Linked DNA regions of Hordeum vulgare: region 2 is linked to region 1. Evidence: chromatin contacts called from public Hi-C data. All regions are on one chromosome and are shown on one strand. The core of a region is the stretch at or near the end of the contact, and the rest is flanking DNA. Distances in the headings are between cores, read along the strand shown. Region 1 holds the start of LOC123440402. Region 2 holds the start of LOC123444690 (E3 ubiquitin-protein ligase At3g02290-like).

Region 1 (7,435 bases), core at 2,288-4,787:
CGGTCGTCTCTACCATGACGCCCGGTTCTTTTACGACTACTTCATCTTGAAGAAGGACACGATGGGAAGGATTGGGTTCTCTGGTACCAAAAATGCATAGGCACACTGTGAATGCTTGCATATGGCAGGGCATTGATTTGTGGGATGAGTAACTACGGATGTCTGAGAACACATGTGAAGATATCATGGTTAGGTTTGCAAATGTGTGATCGAGGTGTTTGGACCATAATACCTAAGAGAACCAATTGTGGCAGACACCTAGAGTATCTTGACAAGCATGAGGGTGCTCACGTTTGCTTGGATCTCTTGACTGCATGCGTTAGGAATGAAAAAATTGCGCGGAAGCTTTACAAGAGCAATAGCACGATCATGTTAAGAATTCCACCATCATTTTTGAGGCAGTTGCATCACATGATTTTTGAATCTGACACGCTTATTTTGGCATGCTAGGTTTCACAGTGACATTAATATCTTGCAGCGATCACCATTGTTTGCCAGACTGGCTGAAGGAAAAGCTCATCCTTGCCACTATATTGTCAATGGACATGAATGCAACATGAACTACTATTTGGTTAACGGTCTCTATCCTTCGTGGGCTATCTTTGTCAACACTATCTCTAATCCAGTTGACCAGAAAAAGTCTCACTTTCCCCAAAGACAAAAATCATTTAGAAAGGATGTTGAGAGGGCATTTGCACTTCTGCATGCATGTTTTGGACTTGTTCGTGGACCTGCTAAATAGTGAGATCCGGGGATCTTATGTGAGGTGATGACCTGTTGTGTGATCATGCACAACATGATCGTGAAGGATGAGTGTGAGGATGCTGCGACAACTCTTAAATTTGAGAACATGCATGAGTGATTCTATTGAACTTCCCGACCAAAATTCGGCCCCATTTGAAGAATATGTTCAAATGCATCAACACTTCGGATCGAACAATTCACGAATAACTCAAGAAAGATTTGATCGATCATATGTGAATGATTAAGGAAGACAACAATGTTGGAGTGTCATATTTAATTTTTTTTAATTAAAACTGCTACTGCATTTGAATATTTAAGCCATTTTACACTATATATGCGACTATTAAACGTACGGAGTAGGATCAGATGTTAGCAGGTAGTTTTAGATAGCCGGCTTCCGCATCTATGTTCACGGATTGGCCCCTGTCCGTGAACGGATGTGAGAGCAAATTTGTGGATCAGGTCTGCACTAAGTAATAAGTAATGATCAAAAGGGTCAAAATTTCAGCAACCGATCAAGTCGCTGTTCAACGTACAATTTATGGTCGTCGAAGATGGGAGCACAAGAATGTAATACACGCAATCGACCGCTAAATCAAATGCAGTTTTATCCCACGTGATACCGAGGAAAACTCGGTCAACTTGAAGAGTTTCAGACGTAACACTGTCAGTTGTCACGGTATTGACGAATGACATTGTCGTTCTCCACGCACCTGCTTGACCATGCTTCCATATACCATTACTACCGAGAGTCCATAGATCACACGCAAGAAGTTTTCTCCACCCCACAAGAAAACACCAGCACGACGTCGTCGTTATTTGACAAAGTACTTCCATAAGCGATCTCAGAAATCAAGGCGAATCTTGTTTGACATTATTTTTTATAAATGCTTATATAATAACCGTACGACGATTAATTATTTAAAAAGATAATACACAGTACAGTAACTCACACAATCATTAAACAAGGAGTGCATGTAGTTTAATACTTTCTCCGTTCCTAAATATAAGTCTTTTAAGAGATTTCACCAGTGGTCTACATACGAAGCAAAATGAGTGAATCTATATACTAAAGTATGTCTATATACAACCGTATATAGTCCACTAGTGGAATCTTTAAAAAGACTTATATTTAGGAACGGAGGAAATACTTTTCTTAATTAACCAAGTTGTAAATGCCACACGCCTTAATTCTCTTCTATTCTAAATATGCATGTAAACAGAACCGTGTCTTCTAAACCGTGACGGGGAGTAGTGTGCATACGTACGTGGGGCTGTGGAGCATCATCCCAGGTCTTTTCTCTTCTAAAAAATAAAATGAAAACACTTAAAATAAACCGGCTGATTACAGCGTCGCATAAGTCGCCTCAGCACTACGACGCATATCCCACACGGTGTGGCCCCAGCACAAAATTCGATCGAAGCTTTTCTTCCTTCCCAATCCAAATCTCACGGGCGCTGCAATGGCAACCGCCGCCATCTCCCACCTCCGCCGAGGCGCGCAACGCCACGCACTCCTATACCTCTCGCGCTGCCACTTCTCCTCTCCGTCCTCCCTCGCCGATGCCGCCCCGCTCGCAACCGCTGCTCGCGTCAGAGTTGCAATCGAGTTTTGCCGGAGTCATCGACGTTGCGTCGAAGCTCCGTCAAGACTGCAATGGAAGCTTCAATGGAGCGTCAGGATCTGCAATGGAGCGCCGCCTGGCTCGTCGCGTTGCAACGAAGTTTCGTTGAAGCTTGAGTGAAGCATGCCACGGGAGCGTCGTCGGGTCGGTGGAGCTCGTTGCGGCTGCAATGGAGCTTTGCCGGAGCTGCAAACTCCGGTGATGCTTAGGGGACGCTGCAAACTTTGGTGATGCTTAGGAGGGCGCTGCAACTCCGACAATGTTGCTTGAAGCTTGTAGGGAGCACCGTCGGTGTTGCAATGGAATAACACCGGGCCACCCGAAGCATAGCCGACGCTGCATTGAAGCTTTGCTGGAGTTACAATGGAGCTTCGCCGAAAGTAGGCGGTGTTGCACTGAAGCTTTGACGGAGTTACAATGAAGCTTCACCGGAAGTAGGCGATGTTGTACTTGAGCTTTGTCGGAAGCCATCGCTGCTGCATAGGAGCTATGGATGTGGCCGCGTTGTTGTGCAGTGAAGCTTTGACGGTGTTTTCACTGTTGCCGAAGTGTTGCTGCATCTGACGGCCACCTGCAGGCGGATGATTTCTAGTGGTCGCCAAAATAAAAACTCGAGTTTCACCGAGACGAAGCGCTCGTCGGCGTCTTAGTGCGTGCGCGGCACATCGATCGCCGCGGAGGTGAGACGGGACATTCCCTGAACAGAATGCACCAGAACGGCAACCGGGAAAGGAAAAGCGGAGCAGCGTGTATGCAACGACGACACGGGACGGGAGTCGCTGCCCAAGAAGAAGCTTTAACCGGCGGAATTCCTCCGTGGTGGCGGTGGCAGAGACGTGCGCCACCACGCACGAAGCAGCGCCTTTTCTTCCCCTGATAACGCCGTGCACACCACGGGAGCTTTTGGTCCAGAAACGCACATAATAGATAGGCATAGAGCGGCTGGTGGCGTACGGCGCCACTACGACCGGAGCCGGCCGCACGACCAGCGGCCCCGCCGGTGCCACGTACGCCCGCCCGCCCGTCCGGCGGATCGTATAACGCGTGCGGCCGCGGCGTTGACATCTCGACGGTGCGGCACACACAGCACCGGCGTCATCACTTCCCTGTACTACTACTAGTACTAACGGCTTTTGGTAGTAGCGTAATACTTACTGGCGGCGTGAACGAAGCGGGCAGACGCTCGGTTGCCGCCGGTCGACCGAGCCGAGCCAGGCCCCGACCCCACCGATCCGATCGGCAGCGGCAGGTCCCACGCAGGTTCGCTCCCCCACAGTCACAGACCAGATCCCGACGCCCCCACCACACCACACCACACCGCACCGCCCTTCCCTCTTCCCAAACTCGCGCAGGCAAACGCACCGGCACCGCACCAGACCAGACCAGGCCGAAACGGGCGAATTTCACCCGCCGGAGCCATGGCGGAGTGCCGCAGCCTCATCGAGTTCCTGCGCGCCTTCGAGCAGCACCGGAGGGCGGCGGACCCCTCGTCTGCCACCCGATCCAAGCGCGCGCCGTCCCCCTCCAGGCGCCACAGCCTCACCGCGCTCTGCGACCACTCGCCGATGGCCGCGCTGGACGCGCTCCTGCTGCTGGCCGTGCTCGCCGCGCTGGGCTTCCTCGTGGCCCCGCACGCCAGGCTGCTGCTGCTCGAGGCGCGCGCGCTGCTCCACCCGGCGGCCTCCTGCCTCTCGGCCGCGCCGCTCGCGGGGGCCGCCGCCGCCGTCGCCGGGGCCGCGCTCGGATGGGGCCTGCTGGGCCACCACGCGCGCAAGTGCGGCAAGCCGCGCTGCAGGGGCCTCAAGAAGGCCGTCGAGTTCGACATCCAGCTCGAGACGGAGGAGTGCGTGCGCGGCCGCCCCACCCCCGCCGCGCGATCGGCCCTGCTCGCCGCCGCCGGGGCGCCCCGCCCCGTCGATCTCGGCGACGCGCACCGCGAGCTGGAGGCCGAGCTCCGGAAGATGGCGCCGCCCAATGGACGCACCGTGCTCATCTTCCGCGCGCCCTGCGGCTGCCCCAAGGGCCGCATGGAGGTCTGGGGCGCAAAGAAGGTGCGCCGGATCAAGAAGTAGACACACACAAGATGAAGGGTCGGATAATTCCTTCATCATACTAGTAATAAGCAGTAGCTGAAATACAGGTTGCCTCCCTACCTCCTTGGTACTCATAAGTAAGTATAGCGAGAGAGAATAAAGAGCTCATACAAATAGGTATATCAAAATATCAGATGATAGACTATAGATTATGTGTTACCATGCAGAGGATGTTTGGACATAAATATATATATATATCGATGCTTGCTCATTCTCTGTTTTTTCTTCTGAATCCTAGCGCACATACTGCCGTACTTGGTTGCTGTTCTTGGCTGGTGCTTTTTGAATCTCTGTTTGATCTCTCCTGGGTCTACTTTTTGGATAGTATATTCCTTTGATGCTGCTGCTGGGATAAGTTTCTTTGATGCCACTGTCTTTGCATGTTCCTTCTAACAGTAGTTTGCGTTTATTCGCCTGAAATGTTTCCTTACTTGATTCTTGCTGCCTTGGGGTAAAGTTCAACTCCTTCAGGACATGGATGATAGCTGGTCTTTCACTGGATGGACGTGAAGTACTAGTTGAGGTTGAAATCTTCTTTAATCTTCATCCAGTGCGTCCTAATTTTGTATTCCAGTGTAATTTGTTGAATATTATAAGATGACCACTTTGAAATTCGTTTGGCTCCAGTGAGTTCTGCAAATTTATTGCCTAGCTGAAGTTTAAATGAATATGTTCCTCAATATAAGGAATCAAGTTATGGAATTTCTATGCTCAGATGTATCTTTTGTTTCTCGTATTACATGCTTGTGCTATACAGATTGACAAGCTATAGAGGCACAATGCTCGCATACCAGTTTAAAAAATGATTCAGTATGTCATTCAATTGCCTCGCAATGAAGGTAACAAACTGACGTGATTGTTCTTATATAATTATTGGCTGTCTTCTATTTTTTTTATTTTCTTTATTAGTTTGTTTGGCAACCTGTCACTTGTGTCCTGGGTTGTCACTTCCCAACCTAAACATTCTTTTAGTCACTTCAGTTCATCATAATCAGATGAATACCACATTCAGAGCCTAACTTGAAAATTACTGTATCCTCATGGGATATGATACCTGTATGTTGTAATTGTACAATTCTGTATTTCTTCTTCATTATCGTCATATGGTGAATATGCACCCCAGTGTGGTAAGAAGTATAGCGAGAGAGAATAAAGAGATCATACAAATAGTTATATCAAAATATCGGATGATAGACTATTGATTATGTGTTACCATGCAGAGGATGTTTGGACATAAATGTATATTGATACTTTGCTCATCCTCTGTTTTTCATGAGATTCTGAATCCTAGCGCACATACTGCCGTACTTAGTTGCTTTTCTTGCTACGTGTTGTTTGAACGTCTGTTTGATCTCTCGTGGTCTAATTTTTGGATAGTATTTTCCTTTGGTGCTGCTGGGATGATTTTCTTTGATGCCACTGTCTGTTTGCATTTTCCTCCTAACAGTGGTTTGTTCTTATTTGCCTAGATGAAATGTTCCCTTACTTGATTCTTGCTGCCCTGGGGTAAACTTTTAACTCCTTCAGGACATGGATGATAACTGGTCTTTTATTGTGTTGACATGGATGATAACTGGTGTTTTATTGTGTTGACGTGAAGTACTAGTTCAGGTTACATTCTTCTTTGATCTTCATCCAGTGGGTTGGTAGCTTGCAATGCTTTAGATGAACACAACTGGATGTTCCCTGCTGCTATTAGCTTGTTTTAGTCATGATGCTGATGAAAAGATGCATAGAGCCAATTTCATCTTTGACAGTCCACACAAATGCATGCAAAAGCTAGAAAACTCAAGAATTTCTCCATTGTGAGCAGAGGGAGTGCTTCGGCCATAAATGGATGAATTTGATCAAAAAATTCAGAGGGGAAGAATTTGGTCGCATTTGGTCAACAACAAGATCTTACACTAAACAAACACATTCTTACTATCTTGGTAAGATAATCACAACATGCCCTGAGTTTGGTCCATGGATGAACACCTATCATTCTCTATTATGGTATATGTCATGATTTAACACTGCCATCAAGTGCGATCATATGAACAACAACTTGGCAGAAAGTTTTAACAACAAGGTGAAGAAGTTAAAAAAATTGCATATGCATGACATGGTTGACCAAATCAGGATCATGATCATGCGCTTGTGGGATTTGAGAAGAAGGATTGGTGATTGTCTGCAAGGGGACAAGCTTCTTGCAGTGGTACAAGAGGTGGTCAACAGGAGCAAAAATATTACACGTTTATCTGTTGAAAAAACTGCTGCGTGGGGTGCTTAGAGATACCAAAACTGGTAAAAGGCTTGTTGTTAACACTGAAATGCATGATTGCAATTCTTTGGAGTGACAACACATTGGAAAAACATGTGATCATGCCATACTTTTCTTGGCCTCCCGACCGAAGATAAACATGCATCCGCATTTGCACGAATATTACTCAGTAACAAGATTCAAGGTTGTATATGCAACTTCAATTCCACCACTTATAAATCAGTCTGAGTGGCTTGAAGTGGAAATTAAATTTTTCATGTGTCGTCCCCTAACAAAAAAGAAACGCTGGTAGGCCTAAAGAGAGTAGATTTAAGGCATGGTTTGAGAAAGGTGGGAGTACTAAAAAGGGGAAGGGAAATAAGGATGCGAAGCCAAAAGGGTCCCAAAAAGGTAACAAAAATATATGCAAGTTGTGCGAGGAACTTGAGCATCGAGTTGGATCTCCTAAATGTTGTTACACTCCTGAAAGGCCAAAATATATGGGCTAATGTTTGTGATGTTTACTATCTGTCTGCATTTTTCAATTACTAACCAATTGCTTTATTTTTTTTAGGAGGAAGCATGCAAGTAAGCCCTTCGTTGCTGAAGATTGCTGGTCAAAGAAAAAGGCAAGAGGAAATGGATGTAGAAAAAAGAGAAGTTTTGATGAAAATATGGGTACCTTTGAAGATATTTCAGCTAATGTTGTGCAAGCTGAGCCTATATTGGAA
Region 2 (7,435 bases), core at 3,052-5,551, 180 kb before region 1:
GACATAAATGTAAAAAGCACATGGGTATGAACCACAGTTGTGCTTCCGCGTGAAGTACAATTATGCTTCGCAACTGAAAGCACAACTATGGTTTTAGAAAAGGTGAAGCATGAGAATTCAACATAGTTGTAAGCATAATTGTGCTTCTCTGATAGAATGAAGCACCCATGTCGTTCTGCGTGAAGTACAGTTCTGTTTCTGCATGGAAACACAACTATGTTTTCGCCTCAAGTACTTTTTTTTATGGTTCTGGTTTATCTTTTGTTTTTTCTGCTTTTTTCAGTGTCTGCTTTTTGATTTTGATTTTTTTTCAAGTTTCTGTATTTCCAGTCTTCGGTTTATTATTTTCATTGTATTGTTATTTATATTTTGTTATGCTTTTACTGTTTCTGGTTTATTCTGTCTTCGGCTTTTTTTGCGTGAAGAACACATGTGCTACATTTCTGATAAAATTAAGCACCCATGTCGTTCTGCGTGAAGTACAGTTGGGCTTCTGCCTGGAAACACAACTATGTTTTGGCCTCAACTACAATTTTTGTTTTTGTTATGGTTCTGGTTTATCTCTTGTTTTTCTCCTTCTTTGGGTCTCTGCCTTTTTATTTTGATGTATTTTTTTTCAAGTTTCTGTTTTTCCAGTCTTCGGTTTTTTATTTTTATTTTCTCGGTCTTCACTTTTTTTATGCTTTTTCTGTTTGTGGTTTATACTGTCTCCGTTTTTTTCACGTGAAGCACACATGTGCTACAGGTGTGAAAAAAGCACGAATGTGCTTCCCAAAAAATAAGTGAACTACACCTTATTATTGTTTGAAGCACATTTTAGTCAGTTTTGAAGCACGGATTAGTACATTTAGGGGCACAGATTTTCCCAAAAAATGTTCACCGAAACCTATCAACATTGATCTAGTTTTGAAGACCTAGACGCAAGAAACACAACGGTGAAAACGATTTGTAATTTTGACATACGGGTCGAGTGATAAATCATTTTGAAGAAACGAATTTAAGAAGATAGAAAAAAAAGCACAGACATGCAATCTACCATTCTCAAACGCAAGGTGTGAAAACGCACCAAAACTCTAAGGTTGCGATAAGTGGTGTACATGCCCACTCGTTACCACGAGAGGAGGTGGGATTGACCCAAGGGGTATCCCCTAATTAATTAGTGATTTCAAGTCTGAAACCTCAATTTTGTTTCTACTTGATAAATCATGCTGAATTTGCACTTTATAAACTTGTGATAAATCATGTACTACTCATTTCAATAATAACAATACGTTAGGGGTGACCATTCGCTGCGTGATTCAAAAACTACATGGTTCTAGATGGAAACTACTGAAATGATGTCAAAATAGCTATTGGCAAAGAAGTGGATGTAACTTGTGAAGTTTCCAGAGTACCATACTTGAGCATGTCAAGCCAATGCAATCACCCACCGTTCACCAAAGTAAAATCAGTTTGAAACGTCAGGTGTGCGTTGGAAGAACTCATCAAATTCGTGGAGAAAAGAGAAACATGAACTGTCTGCTATGTACACAAACAATCTAGCGACATGATTTCACTGATGCTATGTACACAACCTAAGCGATTCAGTCCTGGGTCTTCAGAATGTGTAAAGAATTGCAGCCAGCATGGTTATTGGTCCTCTTTAAACAACATTACCTACAATGGAGTGGAGCAGTTCAGCAGTTAAAATGTTTGACAAGATTTTTGCCAGACCAGATCAAATACCAATTAATGCTTCCCTTCTCAGGTGAAAATAAAAAGGTTTTAGGTAGAAGTTTAATACCTTGGCACAGACCGCACAAGATTGACTTCTTTCCATCCACTCATAAATGCAACTAAGATGAAAATTATGGTTGCACTGAAGCACTATCTTTGGATTCTCGTAATTATACTCTGTAAATAAGAACAATCAGAAGACAAGAGCAAACAACTGTGCACAAAGTACAAGGATATTACTCCCTCCGTTCCTAAATATAAGTCTTTGAAGAGATTTCACTACGAACTACATACGGATGTATATAGACATATTTTAGAATGTAGATTCATTCATTTTGCTTCGTATATAGTCCGTAGTGGAATCTTTAAAAAGACTTATATTTAGGAACGGAGGGAGTAATTCAGAGTTATGGAATGCTACATTTGTTTTCCTTTACCATTGCCAGAGTAGATGTATTCACGTGGCAGCAATTTGATAAAATGGTACAAACTACTCCCTCCGTCCCATAATATAAGAGCGTTCATACGGAGGGAGTAGCTATCAATGAGAACTGGTTAATTAAGACATATTCATTAACAACAATGATTAAATATGTATATTTTTGCAACTGATACAAGAATGTTTCAGATGCTCTCTTTCTCGTGTACTAGTTTATTTAATCATTGTGGTATCATATTCATTGTGTAGTCCTAAAAACTGTAGTATTTTCAGAATACTTGGAAAATAGTGAGCTATCAAAGAGGGCTTATATGCGAAGAACTGTAAATTGTAAATCCCACTGAGCGAAAAGATAAGATGCTTCAATTCTGAGTTGAAGGAGTTGTAAAACAGGTAATTGTTTTCACTGACCTTCTAGGCATATTGGACAGTCATCCTCACAATCAGAAGGAACACAGACTTGAGCTCCCCCGACTTTTCTACCTCCCAACTCAGCTTTCAGGGACGGTCCAGCAGCCTTCTCATTGGCACAAGTTGATCTAGTATCAGCATCATTGCTTTCTTCAGGTAGATTAGGTTTCTGGGACTGCGTTGAAGCTTTGTCATTTCCTGACACCAGCGGGTGGTGCTCCGTTTGATGTCTGAATTGAGGATCATCGTAAGGCAAAGGCCTAGGAGGGCAGCGGAAGGTGTTCATTGAATCATCCTGCCGTGAACCTGCAGGAGGAACCCTTCCCTGAACAGGCGCAACCCGCGAAGGCGCTCTTGGACGAGCAGGAGCGCCCTGTGGAAAAATAGAACATTTAGATGATATACTAGTGCATAGCAGCTGATTGAAACAGAAGGTCCAGACAGAACATGCAATTATAATGAACAAATGTGACACCATTTAAGTATACCAAACTGTATAATAATACTGTAATAATTTTCGAGCTACATGGACCGGCCATTTGTAGTTCGGTCTTTATAATATCTTACTTATTCAGTACCGAGTTGTCCAGTTCCAACTTCTGAGAATAGCAGCTCTGAACTGACTGTCAAACAAGTCCCAGTGTAATAAAACTGGATAGGCTCCATGCACTCTTTAATTGTGTTGCCACATCAGTTTTCTGTCTATGTGGCACTCTTAGCACATGTACACTATGGAGCACTGGGAAGGGCTCATGGTTTATCTACTAATTTACCGTTGGCGGTAAAAGTTACGCAATTAAATGAACACAATAATGAACATTTGCTATATTGAGGGCATAACTTTGGTATTGATGAACACAATAATGAGCATTTGCTATTCCCTTCGCATCGAACAGATTGCAATCCCCGTACTGCCCGTCACTGCAATGTGATCCTGGGACACGACTAGCGCATGGGAGGATCACGAACACAGAAAATTCACCCACCATCTGCCACTCGGCAACCCAATTTTCAGACATTTCATCAACGCCGTGACTAAATTCGTCACATACTCCTATCTATATCACCGCAAATACACCAAATAAATGCCCAAAAAAGACGGTCAAAACAAACAGATAGGCAGAGGCGTACCGAGTTGCGATGGCTGTTCAAGAAGGGCCATGGCAGGCAGCAGCAGCCAGGCGCGTCGTCAACAGGGCCGCGGAAGCAGCACATGATGGCCCCCATCGGACTGAACTCGTCCCCTGCAAACCAAGCGGAGGAGCCAGAAGCACCGGCCTCCCAGTTTCTCCCTCTCGCTGCCCGGCCACCGCACCAGCACTTGGAAGGGGGCAACGCCGACGGTCGGAAGGAAGAAGCCGATCGGCGGCAACTTATTTATGGAATCGGATCCCGCCGCCGCCTTGAATCCGGGCCGGTTCCTTTACCCCTCGCCGCCGAACCTGCGAAACAACCCAATTTACGCCGCAAACTTAGGCCCTGCGCCGCCGGTGAGAGGATCGATAAAAAACAAGAAACAGAGTCACATCTTCGGTGGCGCCGGTAAATTCTGCCCCCGCTGCCGGTACTCAAGATGGAATCGGGTTTTCCTTTTCTACTGCGAGTTCATGAGGGAGAAAAGGCGGACCTTTGGGGACGGGCGGAGCTGCTAAACCCCCACGCAGATTGACGGCGGTGGGTACAAGTACTAGCGGTAGGTGGTACAGGCAGTGGTAACCGAACTCGGAAGAATCGGGGGGGGGGGGGGGGGGGGGGGCGGATAATTGCGATCGCGGGGTGGGGATTGCGGTTGGAGATGGAGGCGGATTGGAGAGCGAGCGGGGGCGGCTAGGAGATCGGAGCTGGCACGCAAGGCATTGCGATCGGTTTGCTGTTGCGCCGAACGCGCGAGCGGCGGAAAGAGAGAGATGGAATAAAAATCTCCTATTGGTGGGTTTTGTTTACGGGATTAGCGGTGCCGGCTGGTAAGTGGGGGTGGATGCTGACTCTGATTTCCCTGGCGGACCACCGCCGCTGCTTTTTGCAAAGTCCCTGTTTTTTTTTTTTTTTTTTTTTTTTTTTTTTTTATGTCTCGAGGAAGACTCTGCTTTTGAAAGATTTCGGCCCCGTCTAATGGTGTGCTTTTTTACATAGACTTTGATACGGCATATCGTAAGTCTACAGGAAGTTTAATTAAGATGTGTTGTGATGGACATTTTTCACATACTTTTTGTTGCGCGAACTAAGTTGTGGTTGGATGGTTAGGGGACATTGGTATCCTTGATCCATCAAGTTCAAGTTTCGATGCTCGCATTATTCTTGTACTAGCAAAAGAGCCCCGTGCGTTGCAACGGGAGCAAACCATACAACACGTTTAAACTAATAATCATGACTTGACATCTTTATTTAAATTTACTGCATAAATAGAATTTTAAAATTGTTAAATAAGTAAAATAATACCATATTTAGATTGTACGCATCATATAGATTCAAATTACATTACAAATATAAATTTAAAAAATTAAATAGGTAAGATAATACATTATATTTCGATTCAACACATTTTTTGAATGAAAGTTCATATGTAATAATTTAAAATTAGAGTTACAGTTTAAAAGATATAATTTTTTAAAATATTTGTTAATTATAATTGGACCGTGGATTAATTAACAACATGGATCGGCCTCGTTATGAAAAAATAGATTGTACGCTATTGATTAAATTACAGCATAAAAATAATTTTAAAATTGATAAATAGATAAAATAACATTATATTTAGATTGTGCGCATCACTATTGATTAAAATTACATTATAAACATAATTTTCAAAAAATTAAATAGATAAACTAACATTATATTCAGATTCTACATATTTTTCTAATAAAATTTCATATATAATAATGTAAAATGAAGTTACCGTTTAAAAGATATGATTTTTAAAGTATTTTGCACTTGTAATTCAACTATAGATTAATTAATTAAAAACTGTAGTGGTGTTTTTGAAAACATATGGAAAACGATTGGTTTTTTACTCAAGTATGTACTACGGGTTTATTTTATGAAAATCGAAGGAGGTTTCTAAAAAATTCCGAAAAACGATTCGTTCTCTCGCTTAATTATGTACTGTGGGTTAATTTCGGGAAATCACGGGGGTTGCCTGTAAAAAAATACAAAAACCGATTCGTTCCTCACTTAAATCCGGACTGCGGGTTGATCTCGGGAAACTCCAGGGTGTTTTCTGCAAAACGATCACAACGGACGACAGAAGCACTCCGTGCTTTATTATTAGGAAGAGATTTATTTTAGAATTTTTTATAATGCATATTTAGTGGAAGGAGACGTTTTCGTCGACGTCAAGGTGTCTACGGTGATTACATAAATTTCAAAATGATATGTTAACTCAATCTATCAAAGATGCCCATAAGGATAGGATGTACGTGTGTGCATTAATATAAGTGAGTGTATGCGTGAGTATATAAACGCTTGCATCTGTACTGTGTTTAAAAAAAACTTTTTATTGCCATGGCAAGTAGAGTATCGTGTTGTGCATAGTGACTTGATAATGATTTTTTCCATGCAACTTAATAAATCATATTGTCGTGCTTAAGTGAGATGTGTTTTGCCATGGGATTTTTCAAATCTGTTTTGCATTTCATTTATTATCTTAATTTTAAATTACTTGTCGTATCTATCACTAAAATATGTCTAAGCGAAGTAACCAAAGACAAGTAATTCAAAACAGAGGAAATATTGTTCCGCAATGGCAACTCTGATAAACCATGTTTCAATATTAAATTACTATGACCATGGCAATTGTGTTTCTTCTTTTTTGTGTGGTATGTTTTTTTTTTCAAATGATGATTACAATCTTTTTTCCAAAAGTTGTCATGTTGTTTTACACAAAACAAATTCATAAAGTTCCCATGGTGACCATTTTTATACATTTATTTTGTAAATTTGCCATGTAACTAGTACAAAAATGATATTTTTTTCGTGGCTTTTTTTTTGTAAAATTCCATCTGAGCACTTCAAACTTTTCTTAATTTTGAATCCAAAGTTTAGAAATTTTGCAACAATTTTCCATGTTTTTTTCCTTTTTAAAGGCTTTTCCATGCTTTTTTTGATAACACATTTCCCCCTAAAATTTCCATGTCTCTTTCTTTTACTTTTACTTTAAATTTTTACGTTGATTCGGATAAATAGAAACTACATGGTAAATTTAATTGTATGTACTCATGCCAGGTTCGCCATGTGTCTATGGAAAATCTATTATATGTAATATGGCAATTTTATTTAAAATAAAATGCAAAGAAATCTTCATATACTATGGCAAAATTCATATCACATACTTCGACCATGGCTTCCTGTAGATAATAATTTTGTTCTTGTAACATGACAAATTTAGGACAAAAGTCCTCAATGTTTTCATTTGTCATAGGGTAACTTTTAGTTTTTTTTGGGGGGGGGGGGGGGAATTGGCACAAGACAAATTTTATATCATTTTTTTTTCTAATTAGCACATGACAACTTTTATGTGTGTTTATGTGTGTTCTGCTCTACGCATGAGTCTGTTAGATTGGTGGAAAAATTATTTTATACTAGTTAAATGCCCGTACGTTGTCACGGGACAACATAATAATGCGACGTTGATGTCCTTATGTGGGTTCAATCTTGATCCACTCCTTTTGCTCAAGATCTGCTCCTATCGTTCTACTTCACACCATATAATTTCACTTTAACATGATAAGCTCCCGCCTATGATGCTACGACAAAAGTAAACCCGCATTGTCGCTAGGGACAAGTGTATAGGTCTGTTGTCAACAACTTAGTTTTTTCGCCCAGTGTTGTCATTACTGAAGCACTTTAGCTATCCCTATTTATGGAATCCTC

The links. Hi-C and Micro-C count contacts between places; a contact is called where the count stands out from the background.
Region 2: a Hi-C map of leaf shows a contact between it and region 1, with 4 times the contacts expected there. The contact joins the promoter of LOC123444690 here to the promoter of LOC123440402 in region 1. A contact is called at or near these places in 3 of 6 Hi-C or Micro-C datasets (leaf and seedling).

The regions. Positions count from the first base shown.
Region 1 is chr3H:524,766,143-524,773,577 of MorexV3_pseudomolecules_assembly, reverse strand. LOC123440402 reads left to right here and starts at 3,537. Exons shown (of 1, transcript XM_045116973.1): 1 at 3,537-4,673. The coding sequence starts at 3,788. The coding sequence ends at 4,441.
Region 2 is chr3H:524,947,225-524,954,659 of MorexV3_pseudomolecules_assembly, reverse strand. LOC123444690 (E3 ubiquitin-protein ligase At3g02290-like) reads right to left here and starts at 4,301. Exons shown (of 5, transcript XM_045121498.1): 1 at 4,194-4,301; 2 at 3,698-4,008; 3 at 2,567-2,939; 4 at 1,784-1,893; 5 at 1,336-1,656. The coding sequence starts at 3,793. The coding sequence ends at 1,630.